3 separate regions of the Sus scrofa genome follow, and regions 2 and 3 are each linked to region 1. A link is a contact called in public Hi-C and HiChIP or PLAC-seq data. All regions are on one chromosome and are shown on one strand. Each heading gives the region's core, a stretch centred on a gene start, on an enhancer-like site or on the middle of the called end of the contact. The rest is flanking DNA. Distances are from core to core; before and after follow the strand shown.

Region 1 (4,088 bases), core at 740-3,239:
TTTCCTCCCGCTTCCGTCTGGTGCCTCGGCGGGATTCACCCCCGCTTCCCCGTGCCACTTCTCCTCCTGGCTAGCTCGCGCTTCCCCACGGCATGACCGGTCTCAGGGCAGAGGGGTTTCGAACATGGCAGCTGGTGTCCCCCAGGGCGGGGTCCAGGAGACCCAGGGAGAAGCGGCAAGGCTTCTGATCACCTAACTCGAAAGTCTCACTGACTCAAGCAGGTATCCTGTCCTTCGATGTTGCACCAAAGGTTAAATAGAATAGACACACACCGCAGGTTACAGGTGCCGTTTCTCACCGATCCGGCAGAAGTTCAGTGGCTTGGCAGCGTTGTTTATGCCAAGGCAAACAGACGCTGTCCTAAGCCACAGTTAGGAAAGCAAGAGGCGTGTGGCAGGAGCGCTCAGAGATCGCGAACGAGGTGCCCTTGGAGCAGCGATCGCACTGTCCTAGAAACATGGAGGGTGGACGAGTTCTCACCGCATCGGGCCGTGCCGTTGACGGGGGGCTGGGGAAACTAGAGTGTTCCATGCAGATGACCCCCAAAAACCCCTGTGCTGACATTGCAAGATCTCTTGGGAGTCCCGGTTGTGGCTCAGGGGTTATGAACCCAAGTAGAATCCATGAGGACACAGGTTCGATCCCTGGCCTTGCTCAGTGGGTGAAGGGTCCGGGGTTGCCGTGAACTGTGGTGTAGGTCGCAGATGCGGCTCAGATCCTACGTGGCTGTGGCTGTGGGGTAGGCTGGCAGCCTCCGCTCTGATTGGACCCCTAGCCTGGGAACTTCCATATGCTGTGGGTGCGGCCCTAAAAAGATGAAAGGGAGGGAGGGAGGAGGGAAGATCTCTTGGGCATATGAAGTGATGGACAGCGTGTGGAGCAGACTATATAACCCAGCAGCCCTTTGTATTAAAAAGCGGGGCAAGGCTTGATGTATAAACTTGCATGAAGAAACTCCAACTCTATCTGCAAGTAAAAGTGGTTCCTTGGAGGGCATGGCATGGATGGGGACGCAGGTGCAAGAGCCCGACTTTGCAATTGTGCACCACTTTTTTTGTTTTTCTTTTGGTGGCCGCACCCATGCCCTCTGGACGTTCCTGAGTCAGGGACAGAACCTGAGTCTCAGCTGCGACCTCTGCCGCAGCTGTGGCAATGCCACATCCTTTGTCCCGCCAGGCTGGGCCAGGGATTAAACCTGTGCCTCTAGGGCGACCCCAAGCTGCTATAGTCACTGTGCCACAGCGGGAACTCCCATTTGTTTTGACTTTTGAATCCCATGAGTTTATTTTTTTATCCACACACAAAAAATGAGTCAGATGACCTAGCCTCCAGCCTCCAGAGTGTTCACAACTTCGACGAAGCCTATACGTAAACACAAGGAGACAGTACTTGAGTGGGCTGATTGTGAGTGCAGTGGGGTCAGAGGGCGTTTCTAGGGGGCTCGACAAAAAGCCTTTGAGCATCTGTGAGTCCTGGGCTTGTTCTGAAGGCTGAGGAGGAGATGAGCAGTAAGAGAAGAAGGGCAGGTCAGCCCAGCCGGACAGCGAGTCTGGTGCTGCTGGTGCCTCTCGAACCACAGGGGAGCCAGGCCAACCTGCTCGCCCTGGCCAGGAGTCCTTGCACACCCATGTGAGAACCACTGGCTTACAGTCACACTCCATCAAGGTATTTCTGATGGCCTTTAAGATGAGCTGTGTGTAGTGACCTTGAGCTTGGAGGCATGAGTGCCCGGAGGTGGGGCGGGATAGAGGTGTCCCTGGGCCATTGCAGGCAGCACAGTGAAGCAGGAGGAAGCAGAGGTAAGGCTGGACTGTGGCCTGGGTGCCCTGGACGCTGGCAAGGAGAGCTGCACCTTCTCCCACAGGCAGGAGGAACCACAGATTTCAGCCAACGAGGTCCCTGCCCAGCGCCGCTCTTTGCTCTGGGCTGGGATGCAGGCAAGAGAGGACCCGCCCACGTGATCTTCGTGTCGTCAGAACCTGGAAACAGGGCCGTGTGCAAAGCCGAAGGGGGAGCTCTGGGAGCCCCCGCCCCGCTCGCAACTCCAAGTCCCCCTCGGCCTGTGGGAGTTCCTTTCCTTCCTCGTGGGCCTCCCCAGGGACCAGGGACGGGCTGGTGGCGGAGGTCGGCTGAGATCGCTTCCCCGTGACAACCCCGGAAGGTCAGCGTCCACTCGCTTTGGGCACAGGGACCTGGGGCTTGGGCCCGTGTTTCGCAAGCAGAGGGCGTGTCCCCAAGGCCTTGTAGGCATGAAGGGCAGAGGCTTCCAGGACCTAGTGACCGAGAGTGAAAACGAAAGGGCTTGTGACGCCGGGGTACAGCCAATCCCCAGGGGTCCTCTGGCGTCAGGAGCGCCTTCATAGGACCTGACCCGGAATCCTCTGAGCTTTTTCAGTGAGAAATAAGGATCCCAAACCAGTCTAGCCCGGAGCGGGTGGAAGTGGTGAGGACACGCTCAGGGCGGTGTTTCCTTCCAGCCCGATCCCGGCCCTAAAGGAGGCACAGGTGGCCTGGGGACACAACGTGCCCATGAGGACGCCCCAGGGACCAGGGCTTCCTCAGAGATGACGGCTTTCACCCAGTTCTTGGGATGAGAGCAGCAGGCTTTTTTCCCCTTCTTTGAAAAAGCAAAGCTACAAACAACCCCTGTGTTTTGTACCTGACTCCCTGCTGTGGTGGCAGCTGATCTAGAAGTTTCTGCTCTTCTGGTGACTTTGGCCTCACATCCAGCATTTTTCTTCCCTCCCCTCCTTATATAAGAGCCCCCACCCCCACCCCCTTGACTAGAATGGGTTCGTTGGCAACAAAAACAAAAAACCTAGCAAATTCCCTGTTTGGATTCCTTAGCGCTGTGGTTTGTGGCCCTGAGTCCCCGACCAGGAACCACGAGTTACCCTGTGCCCGCTGGGCCCTGGGGTTTGTCCCCTCCGGCCATACATGCCAAGGCTGCCTGGTGACGACTCCAGCTGCCACCTGCTTCCATCTGGAACACGAAGGCCTGAGCCCTCGCTGCAGGGTCCACACTGGCCGGCTTGGCCTGAGAGAGGGCACGGGGTTTGCAGACCTTCCTCCTGGGCCCTCTTGCTGCCTAACCCCAGTGTGTTCACGCCCTCGGCCTCGGAGCCCTGAGTCCAGGCGTGGGCCTGCTCTCCTGCATCCGTGCAGGACTCAGAGCCATGGATGGGTGAAGTGACCACTCGAGCTCCTGCCCCTCCATGGACCAGGCAGCCCCTCAGCAGATTGCCGGCCCCTTCTCGCTCCCGTGGGAGCCACAGGAGGTGGTCGTCAAGGCCCAGTGTGGTGGGTGGTGGGCCGACCTGTTTGCTGCGGTTACTTTTCCAAACACAGCAATCGACCTGTGGGGGAGCAGTGTTGGGTTTACAGGACAATTGAGAAAGTGCAGGGCGCTCCCACGTACCGCCCTCCCCTCCCCGCCAGCAGCCCCTTCGATGAGCGTGGTGCCTTTGTTACAGTCCATGAGCCTTGGGTCCCGCGTTTTTATTAACTAACAGGCATTGGGTTTGCTCTTGGTCGTGCACATTAGGCGCGTTTTGACAAATGCGTAGTGACGTCTCTCCACGAGTTCCGTATCAGAGTCGTTTCACGGCCCCAAAACTTCCTGCTGCTCTGCCTGCTCCTCCCTCCCTCACCTCGGCAGCAGCCGCAGCTGAGGGGTGTTTGTCCCACCAGCTCTGGGCCTGACCCCAGGGTGTGGCCACCAGGGGGCGGTGTGATTAACGACAGGAGCCAAATTAGTATAAAGGACCAAAAAGTAAATTTTTCAAAGAGCCAGCCACTTGGCCATTTCACGTGTCATTATTAAGTTGCCCTGTGGGGGACTCTGGCCCAAGATGGGGTCCCTGGAACCCCCTGTGGCCATTGGGCTCTGACGGAGGACACCAGGTGCCCTCGGCACACCCGTTCCACGTGAGAACTCGGATTTCCCACCCAAGGCTGCCCAGCATGTGGCCAGCGTGTGCCTGACATGCCCAGCAGCAGGCCCTGCCCTGGAAGGGGGCGAAGTGGGGAGGTACCGTTTCCTGGAGCTACTGGTCTCCACGTACCTGCTGTGTGAGGCTTTGATGGG
Region 2 (4,088 bases), core at 661-3,160, 85 kb before region 1:
GGGCTTTTCAAGGTTAGGATGCTCTACTTTTATAACGGATCCAATTCCCAAGGTTGGATATTCAATGATTGCTCCAAGAGAGAAGGATCTGGTGCCAGTTTTTAAAGGGCTAAATATGGAGACCAGCGATCTCGTATTAACAGAGCACTCAACAGTTATCTAAGTGATGGTGGCTCATTACTCAAAGCTTTCATGACAGCTTTCCCTGGAGCAGATCTGAAATATTACAGGCAATTTACGGGAAGTGTGTATTTAAAATTCTTTCTGAAAATGCTTTTTTCTCAGTCTCCTAATACCACTTAGTATCTGTAGTATCTGGCCTGGGAATATGCCTGAGAGACAGGCTTCAAAAAACACCAGCAAAGCAATGAGGGTGGCCTGGGGCTCAGGGGCAGACCCTACTCCCCAACGGTTCTCCACAGTGCAGCTGCAGGCTTGTCAAAATGCAGACCCTTCTGAGAGGCAGGGTGCAGAGCTGATGATGCCTTTTCAGCGGTCCTGCCGCCGTTTAATTTTAAAGGAAGAGCACAGCATGAGTTCCTGCCGGGATGTCCCTTTCACCTGCCTGGGACCCAGATGTTTCCTGTCCTCGCCTTCCTTCCCAGACCCATCATTCATCTTGGAAGGAACTGGAGAAGCAGCTTTAGCCTGTGGAGGTGCTTTGATGACTGCAGCCAGTGGAACCTTCCCGACCACCTTGCTGCATAAATTATGTAAATAACCGCCTGGAGTTTCACTGACCTGCCTGCTCCAGTGGTCCCATTACCACGTTGCTCTCACTGTCACACGGTGTAAATCATGCACCATCTGCTAAAGACACATGACACAGTTTGGGCCCCCAAACCTATATTTATTATTCCCTGGAGGAATTTTAAAAGGACTCATGTCAATTTTTGAAAATTCTGGGAGGGTGATGGATGAGATTCCGTTCACAGCCCTCTGGGAGGTGACGATGGCTTTATTTCGTTTCCGCATATATGACTGCCCTTCACTCACTTCTTCGAGTCTCACACTGAGGTTTTGTTCTTTCTTTTTTTTTTTTCTTTTGCGGCCACACCCACGGCATGTGGAAGTTCCGCAGGCCAGAGATTGGACCTGTGCCACAGCAGTGACCGCAGCCGAAGCAGTAACAATGCCAGATCCTTAACCTGCTGCACCCCCGTGGAACTCTCTGTCCTTTCCTTTATGTACGAGCTGTGCGTCCATTTTTTCCTAATTACATCTTTCTTTCCTTTAGTTTTTCAGCTTGTTATTGTGATTATATGAGAAGAGAATTACTTTTTTTTTTTTAAATCTTTTTAGGGCCACACCCGCAGCATATGGAGGTTCCCAGGTTAGGGGTCTAATTGGAGCTGTAGCCACCAACCTACACCCCAGCGCATGGCAACGCTGGATCCTTAACCCACTGAGCAAGGCCAGGGATCGAACCGGCGTCCTAGCTGGGTTCATTACCACTGAGTCACAACGAGAACTCCTAAGTTTTGAATATTTATCTTCCAGTCACTTTAGGGAATTATCTTACTAGTTTTAAGCATTTTCTGTCAATTTTGTTTTCTAGGTGGGTGATTATTTTATCAAATTCTTGTCTCCTTTTCAATATGTATAATTCTTGGTCCATTCAGAACTCAGTAAGAATACTTCTTGTTCCAACGATTTTGTTAGGTATTTTTTTTTTTTTTGTCATGTTAAGGAAATAACATTTGTTTGTTGTTTCACTATGGATTTTTTTTTTTTATTTGGGGAAGAATGCTGGATTTTGTTCAGATAAAGTCTCTAGAGCTGGACTTTGGGGTCAGGTCCCACTGAGCAAGTAGACAAATCTGATGTTGGTACCTAAGAAGGACAGCTTTTCAAACGTCCAGGAAATGTCAACAGTTTATGGGGACAGCAAGACAGTGTCTTTCCAATTAGATTATTCCAGATAACCCAGAACTATTCCGGTAGGATTAAGGGCGTGCCCCTCAGCCACCACTGCTTCCCTCCATCCTTGCCCTCCCTGTGGGGCCTGTGAGACCTCTCCCAGGCTGCCTGGACTCTGGGCTGGAGGTGGAGTAGAGGCTAGAGGCAAGGGGAGGCCAGAATGTTTCTCCCTCTGGTTCTCTGCCTCCTGGGGTGTCCTTGGAAGAGGCTCCGTGGCCTCCTGGGCTCCACTCTCACTGAACAGCCCTCCTTTGATGGCCGAGCGAGATTCAGATGGCCCTGTTGTGGGGGCTTCTGGTAGCACCTCCTCAAACCATCTCTCCTGCCATTGGATTCCAGCCATGCAGCTCTGTGGGGACCCTGGGGTTTGATGCTCTGTATTAAATTCCCTCTGGCTGAAATCCGGGCGGAGGGCCCTGACTGAGCTGGTCCCCCACAGTCCATGTAGCTGCTAAGGATTCTCACACTGCAGCCCAGGTCCCCGACCTCTGTGCTCGGGTTTCTGGACACACTGCTCTGTCGGATGTGGATGAGTGGGCAGCCCTGAGTCCCAACGCCAGGACCGGCCTGCCTCTCTCCGCCAGAGGACTGGGCAGTGTTGGGAGCCCTCTATCAGGCGCTGCAGCCTGCAGGAGGCTATAGATGGGCCTTTTCGCAAAGCCCCTGGCACAGGGAGGGGTGCCTGGGCTTTGGAACGGGCTGAGGGGGCTACTCTTGCCACAGAAGTCCTATCGATGAGTATGCTGAGCCCTTAAGTTCTTTTCTCAGCATCTTAGCCACTGCAATGGAGGCAAAGCCAGGTCCAGTTTTTCTCTGGGTACCATTCTTTTCCCGCGGTCCCTGATGTTGCCTTCATCTTGCAGGCCATTCCTTTCCGGCTCGGTTCTGCTGGAGGAAGAACAACCACTACAGTGGTTAAGAGCTTGGGTTTAAAACCAGCTCGGCCTCCTATGCGTGCCTTAGTTTTGTCACCTGTAAAATGGGATTGAGAGCGGCAGCAACTCGTCTCGGGGGTCACCAGTCATCAGACAAAACCCAACTCGCCATTTCTTAGCTCCACTGTGTTCGCAGCACCTGCTGTCTGCTTCTGTGCCAGACACCTGCACACACTCACCTCACATAGTTCCCAGCACAGATGTGCAAGGCAGTGCTACGGCCTCGCCCCACAGAGGAGGAAAGCAGGCTTCGATGGTTAAGGAACTTGCCCCAGACCTCGCCCGGTGGGAAAGAGAGCTGCGTGGGCAGTGCCAACAGGCCCTCAAAGTCCTTCCTCCGCAGCCTGCACCCTGAGGTCTCTACGGTCCAAACCAAACCTGCTGCAGTTTCCAGAACATTCCATGCTGTTTCATTCCCGTTTCTTGCCTACATGCTGTTCTCCCCAGTGCATTTTGAGAATTATGAGTAATCGGATTTGGCAAAAACAAGTGGTGTGGACGTGGGGAAGTAGGGAGAGAAGACAGGACGGGCGGAAGCGAGGGATGCAGTGATGCAATCCAGGCTGCGTTTAGGTTTTTGAGCAGGCGCGCGAGTGCGCCCCGTGCCCTCCCATTCCTGAAGGGGGCGCTGTGGCCTTCTACTTGGGATCCTGACACCAAAACCTGTGGTTTCAACATCTGGGGCTGGGGTTGAAAAGTCCATACAGGAGTTCCTGTCATGACTCAGCAGTTAACGAACCTGACTAGTATCCATAAGGACGAGGGTTCGATCCCGGACCTCGCCCAGTGGGTTAAGGATCTGGCACTGCCATGAGCTGTGGTGCAGGTCACAGATGCGGCTCAGATCCCGAGTGGCTGTGGCTGTGGCCAGCAGCTGCAACTCTTGATTCGACCCCTAGCCTGGGAACCTCCATATGCCGCGGATGTGGCCCTAAAAAGACAAAAAAAAAAAAAAAAAAAAGAAAAGTGCATACAGCATGTCTGCCTCTGATGGACTTCGCTTAGCTGGAGTGGTTGCCATGGCAATGCACAATTACCATGGCGCTACTAGAAATGGGACTGATGGCCCAGTCACCAGCCATTGATCGTCACGTCTTTTGTTTCCTCCCCCCACAAAAGCTTTTCTTTCAAGACAGTACATGCATGAGAAACACTTTCAGGCTGATAGGAATTACGACCCTCGGTGTAAACCACTTTTCATCTTCTTGGCTGGGGCCAAGGGAAGAAATGGGG
Region 3 (4,088 bases), core at 399-2,898, 65 kb before region 1:
TCCCAGGCAGTAAAGCCTGCACTCAAACTCAGAGAGCAAATGAATGCTATTAATGAATGATCAGGCATATTTTCTGAAATCAACAGGCAAAGGACATATTCTAAGCATCACTAGACAGGGCCCATGAACCGTGACAGGCCTCAGGAAATCCAGTATGAGAAATAACACAGTGGCTTCCTCATTTTGAATCCGTCCCAGGAGGGCCCTCCCCGTGGCTCTCCTGACTTCCCCTCCTAGTTCTCTGTCTCTCCTTCCCAAAGCAGTTGTCAGCAAATGGAGTGATTTGCATGCTTTGGCAAATTATCATTGTGACAGGATTAAAATATTAAGCGGAAAAGATGAAATGTAAATGACAGTGGAGAGTCACTTTGGGTGGGAAAGGGTGGCCTTTAAACCCCATCACATAGACTGAAGAGCCACTCTTCCCCACCTCTAACCAGTGTTTCCAGCATTTCCTGCAATAATGGGGTTGCCCTGAAGTCTGAAATGCAGGCAGCCATTCAGAAAAAGGTCAAGGCGAGAAATTCCACACCTGTGTGTGCTCCTCCAGAGCATCGCAACTTTCAGTCCAGAAAGCACTGCTCCAGGACAAGGAGGGGCTTCGGTTTGGCTCCACTGTGGACTGGGGAGCCGGGAGGAGAAGGAAGACAAACCCACCAGAACCCCCCCGCCCCCCGACTTCTGAACCACGGCACCACCCAGACTGTAGGGAACTGTACACAAGCGGATGGGACTCGGTGAGAAAGGGAAACCTGAATGATGGCTGAGCCAGGGTTCCTTCTGGCTGGGAGGGGGCACTGCCTAAGGAGCGTGCCAGAAGGGGGCTCACCCCTCCTCCCGGGAGGAGAGAACTCGAGAATCCCCGCAACTGGACCGGGGCAAAGACCAGCCTCTCACCGCCCCCATGGCGTTCCCAAAGCGACCTGTGTCCCGTTCTTTCTCGGGTGGCCACCCCGCATCACTGATTATGGGCAGCAGCAGAGCTGACATCAGCATTCAGGGCGCCCAAGTGATTTGGGGGGGTCACCCTATCCTCAGAACCTAGAGGAGGAAGGGAGGCGACTCCCGACAGAGCACTCACCTTGATTTCCAGCCGGGGGCCAGGGTTGCCCCATCCTGGGACCCGCCCAAGGAGGCCACAGCGACACCGGAGAACGCCCCACGGGCCCTGGGCTCGGGGAGGTGCCTCGCCCCGCGGGGCCCCGGCAACTCGGCGGCTAAGCGGGTGGCAGCACGTGGGGGCTCGCCCGGGGTTTCCAGCCCCTCCCCCACCACTTGGTTCTCAGTCTTAGAAACTCCGTGTTTCCCGTGGCGGCGCGGGTTGCTGACTCCGCGCCCGGCGCTTAACGCGGATCCCTTGGTGAAAAAAGCCGGCCGGGGAGGGGTACGGGGCGGTGGGGTTAAAACCCGCACTCCGCCGGCGACACGGACCGCTCCCAGCACGCATTCAAGTCCGCGCGCCGGCGGGGCGGGCCCCCGGGGGCCAAGGTTTTCCGAGAAGCACGCGCGGGTCAGCGCTCATCCCGCCGAGACCCGCGCTTCCGCCGCTGCGGGGTCTGCGGAGCACAGTGCGCGCGTGCGTGTTTCAGGGGGTGAGGCAGAAACAGACACCCGGGGACCAGATGGGGCCCAACCACCTCCGAGCCAGTCCCGCGCCGCCGCGGCCGCAAGGGAGGGGAGCCCCGGCCCGCGGGGCAGGCGACGGCGCGCAGCGGCCCGGGGGCGGCGGGGGGAGCGGGAGAGCGGCGCGGCCGGCTGTGCACTTCCTGTTCGATGCACGCCGCCGTCCACCGCCCCGCGCTCCGCCAGCCTACGTCGGTGCCAGGCCAGGCCCTTCTCTGACCGCTCAGGCCCCGGGGCCGCGGCGCGGCGGGGGGACAGAGCGGGCGCCTGTCTTCGGCTCCCCACGGGGCTCCCGCGCGCCCTCAGACCAGCTGGGCGGCCTCCAGAACTCCGGCTCGCGGCGGCGCGGGAGCCCAATTGCGAGGAGTATTGGCGTTTGCACCTCCTCTTCCCCTCCTCCCTCCCTCCCTCTCGCCCAGAAAGGAGGACGGACCTAGTTCCAGGCTGGGGCTGGTTTATTCTGCGGCCGAGGATTATATGAATATACAAACCATCTCACTCTTCGCCAGATTTTCCAGCCAGGCACAGGCAGAGGAGGGCTGCTTTCCAGATTACCGTTTTTAAATTGCACCTGCCTTTGAGAGCACCTCTGGGAATCGGTGGGAGGAGCCGAAAGGGTGGAAAATGTTGCTTCGCTTTGCAAAAGGAAGAAAACTTTGTCACCCAGCGGGAGACCTCCGCCACGCGTAACCCGGCGAGAGCCCAGAACCAGGACAGCCTTTGGCTTTGATTTTGCATCCGATGAGCTCGTAGGAGGAAGAGGACACGTGAACTCAGCGCTCCCGCCGATAGCCACCCCCGCTGCGTGGCGGCGGCCCGAGATACCTGCACCACCTTCCCTTCCCGCGGAAGTCCCCACGCGGTGTCTTCAGGGTGGAAGAGCAGTGATACAGAGCGCGTGGCTCGAGGGCGACGGCAGGAGCCAGGCTGGGAAGGAGAGGACTGAATTTCAGCAACGAGTCACCCGGAATTAACTTCTGGTTAAAGTTATGGGAAGCGCGGCCATGGACACCAAGAAGAAGAAAGATGTTTCCAGCCCCGGCGGCGGGAGCAGCAGCAAGAAAAATACCAGCCAGAAGAGGCGTTCGCTGCGAGTGCACATTCCGGTGAGTCCCAGCCCCAAAGTCCCCTGCTCCCCACCCTCGCGTCGCCGCCGACCCAGCGCGGAAGCGGTTAATGCGCCGCCCGCGCGCGCTGTGCGTGCCCCTCCTGTCACTTGGGGCGGCTAGGGGAAGGGTGGAGGCGCTGGGCCGCCGTGCCGGGGCTCCATCTCTCCCCCACCCGCGTGCCTAGAGGGCTCGGCGACTGTCTACGGCCGGAGTGGGGGCGGGGGCCGCGGGGCGCAGGGCGGGGGGCGCGGCCGGTGGCGGGCTGGGCGTTGCCCGCGGTCCCGCCGGGTACGGGTGCGGGGGGTGGGGCGGTGCAGTGTTGTTTTGTTGAAAAAGGACGGTGTGGACTGCGCTCCGGGGAGGGGAGGTGGAGTCGCGCGCTGCAGCCAGGGACAGGGGGAGGGGGGCAGTGGGTGGGGACATGGGCGGTGGGGGCGGTGGCTGTGTAGCCGCGCCCTCAAATGGAGCCCCCCCCCCAGTTTCCCTCCCGTGTCTCTCCGCCCGGAGCGGGAGGCCCCTCTGCAGCGAATCCCTTTGCTTGACCCTGGGAGTACATTTCAGGCATTTGGGGGCTCGGGGCTCCCTAAGGTGTACAGGGCCTTCACGAACTGCAGCCCTGGCCATGCGGGCAGCCCGGCCCGGACTTTGGCGACATCGATCTGTTGGTCTGCGTGCAGCTTGACTTTGTCCAGCTGGAGGGAGAGGCGGGCAGGGTCGCGTATGCCCATCCTGCGCCTTGCCAGCCGGCAGCCCCCAACCTTTCCTCGCCTTCCGGTGCTGGGGTGCTCGCTGCGCAGCCCTGGGGAAACACCTAACCAGGTCACACCCCCAGCGCGCGCGCGCGTGCACACACACACACACACACACACACGAAAGCTCCGTGGAGAACCTAATTTTGTCCTCTATTGATCACGGGTCCTGGGCACCAGGTGGAAGTGTGCCACGCGTCCCACCCTCCGACAGCAGCGGGCGGACCCAGGGTGGGGGACTGGCTCCGGAACACTTTCCCACTTTCTGCTGTGAACCCTCTTAGGCACTTCGTTCGTGTTTGTTGACCCAGCTCCTCCTTCCCAGGCCATGTGTGCATAATCCTTGCCAGGAAGGGTAGAGTTCCCAGCAGAGCCCCAGACTTCTGATGGGTACTTTGGGGAGCACCCAGAAGTTGGGAAGGTGGCCAGCCCTCCCTGGCAGGGGCAAGCTCAGGGAGCAGGTGACTGGACCCCCACCAAGGTGATGACCCAAATATGCAGAAATAAGCATTTCTCTGAATAAACATTCTTTTTGAAAATGAGTTATTCCTGTTTACGTTGCTAATCTGTGACGTTTTAAAGCTCATTCGTAAATGAACAGTTAGGC

What was found. Hi-C and Micro-C count contacts between places; a contact is called where the count stands out from the background. HiChIP or PLAC-seq counts read pairs in DNA pulled down with a chosen protein or histone mark.
Region 2: a Hi-C map of liver shows a contact between it and region 1, with 8 times the contacts expected there. The contact joins two enhancer-like sites. A contact is called at or near these places in 7 of 47 Hi-C or Micro-C datasets (epiblast stem cells, liver, mesenteric adipose tissue and 1 more) and 1 of 2 datasets of contacts at active chromatin or transcription factors (alveolar macrophages).
Region 3: an H3K27ac HiChIP or PLAC-seq map of alveolar macrophages shows a contact between it and region 1. The contact joins the promoter of GALNTL5 here to the enhancer-like site in region 1. A contact is called at or near these places in 1 of 5 promoter capture datasets (liver), 11 of 47 Hi-C or Micro-C datasets (embryonic fibroblasts, epiblast stem cells, heart right ventricle and 5 more) and 1 of 2 datasets of contacts at active chromatin or transcription factors (alveolar macrophages).

What each region holds. Positions count from the first base shown.
Region 1 is chr18:5,537,667-5,541,754 of Sscrofa11.1, forward strand. All of the region lies in intron 1 of PRKAG2 (5'-AMP-activated protein kinase subunit gamma-2), which reads left to right. Among named protein-coding and RNA genes, the nearest start is that of PRKAG2, 65 kb to the left of the region's middle. Within about 2 kb of position 1,990, at least 18 of the 83 cell types and tissues checked have an H3K27ac peak or open chromatin away from gene starts, as enhancers often do. A contact at or near this core is called in alveolar macrophages, liver, mesenteric adipose tissue and 1 more, where this site is marked.
Region 2 is chr18:5,452,756-5,456,843 of Sscrofa11.1, forward strand. The region is part of intron 1 of GALNTL5 (inactive polypeptide N-acetylgalactosaminyltransferase-like protein 5); the gene reads right to left. Among named protein-coding and RNA genes, the nearest start is that of GALNTL5, 20 kb to the right of the region's middle. Within about 2 kb of position 1,911, at least 7 of the 83 cell types and tissues checked have an H3K27ac peak or open chromatin away from gene starts, as enhancers often do. A contact at or near this core is called in liver, mesenteric adipose tissue and retroperitoneal adipose tissue, where this site is marked.
Region 3 is chr18:5,473,316-5,477,403 of Sscrofa11.1, forward strand. It overlaps GALNTL5 (inactive polypeptide N-acetylgalactosaminyltransferase-like protein 5), which reads right to left and starts at 1,649. Exons shown (of 11, transcript XM_021078626.1): 1 at 1,082-1,649. PRKAG2 (5'-AMP-activated protein kinase subunit gamma-2) reads left to right here and starts at 1,767. Exons shown (of 16, transcript XM_021078611.1): 1 at 1,767-2,729. The coding sequence starts at 2,613.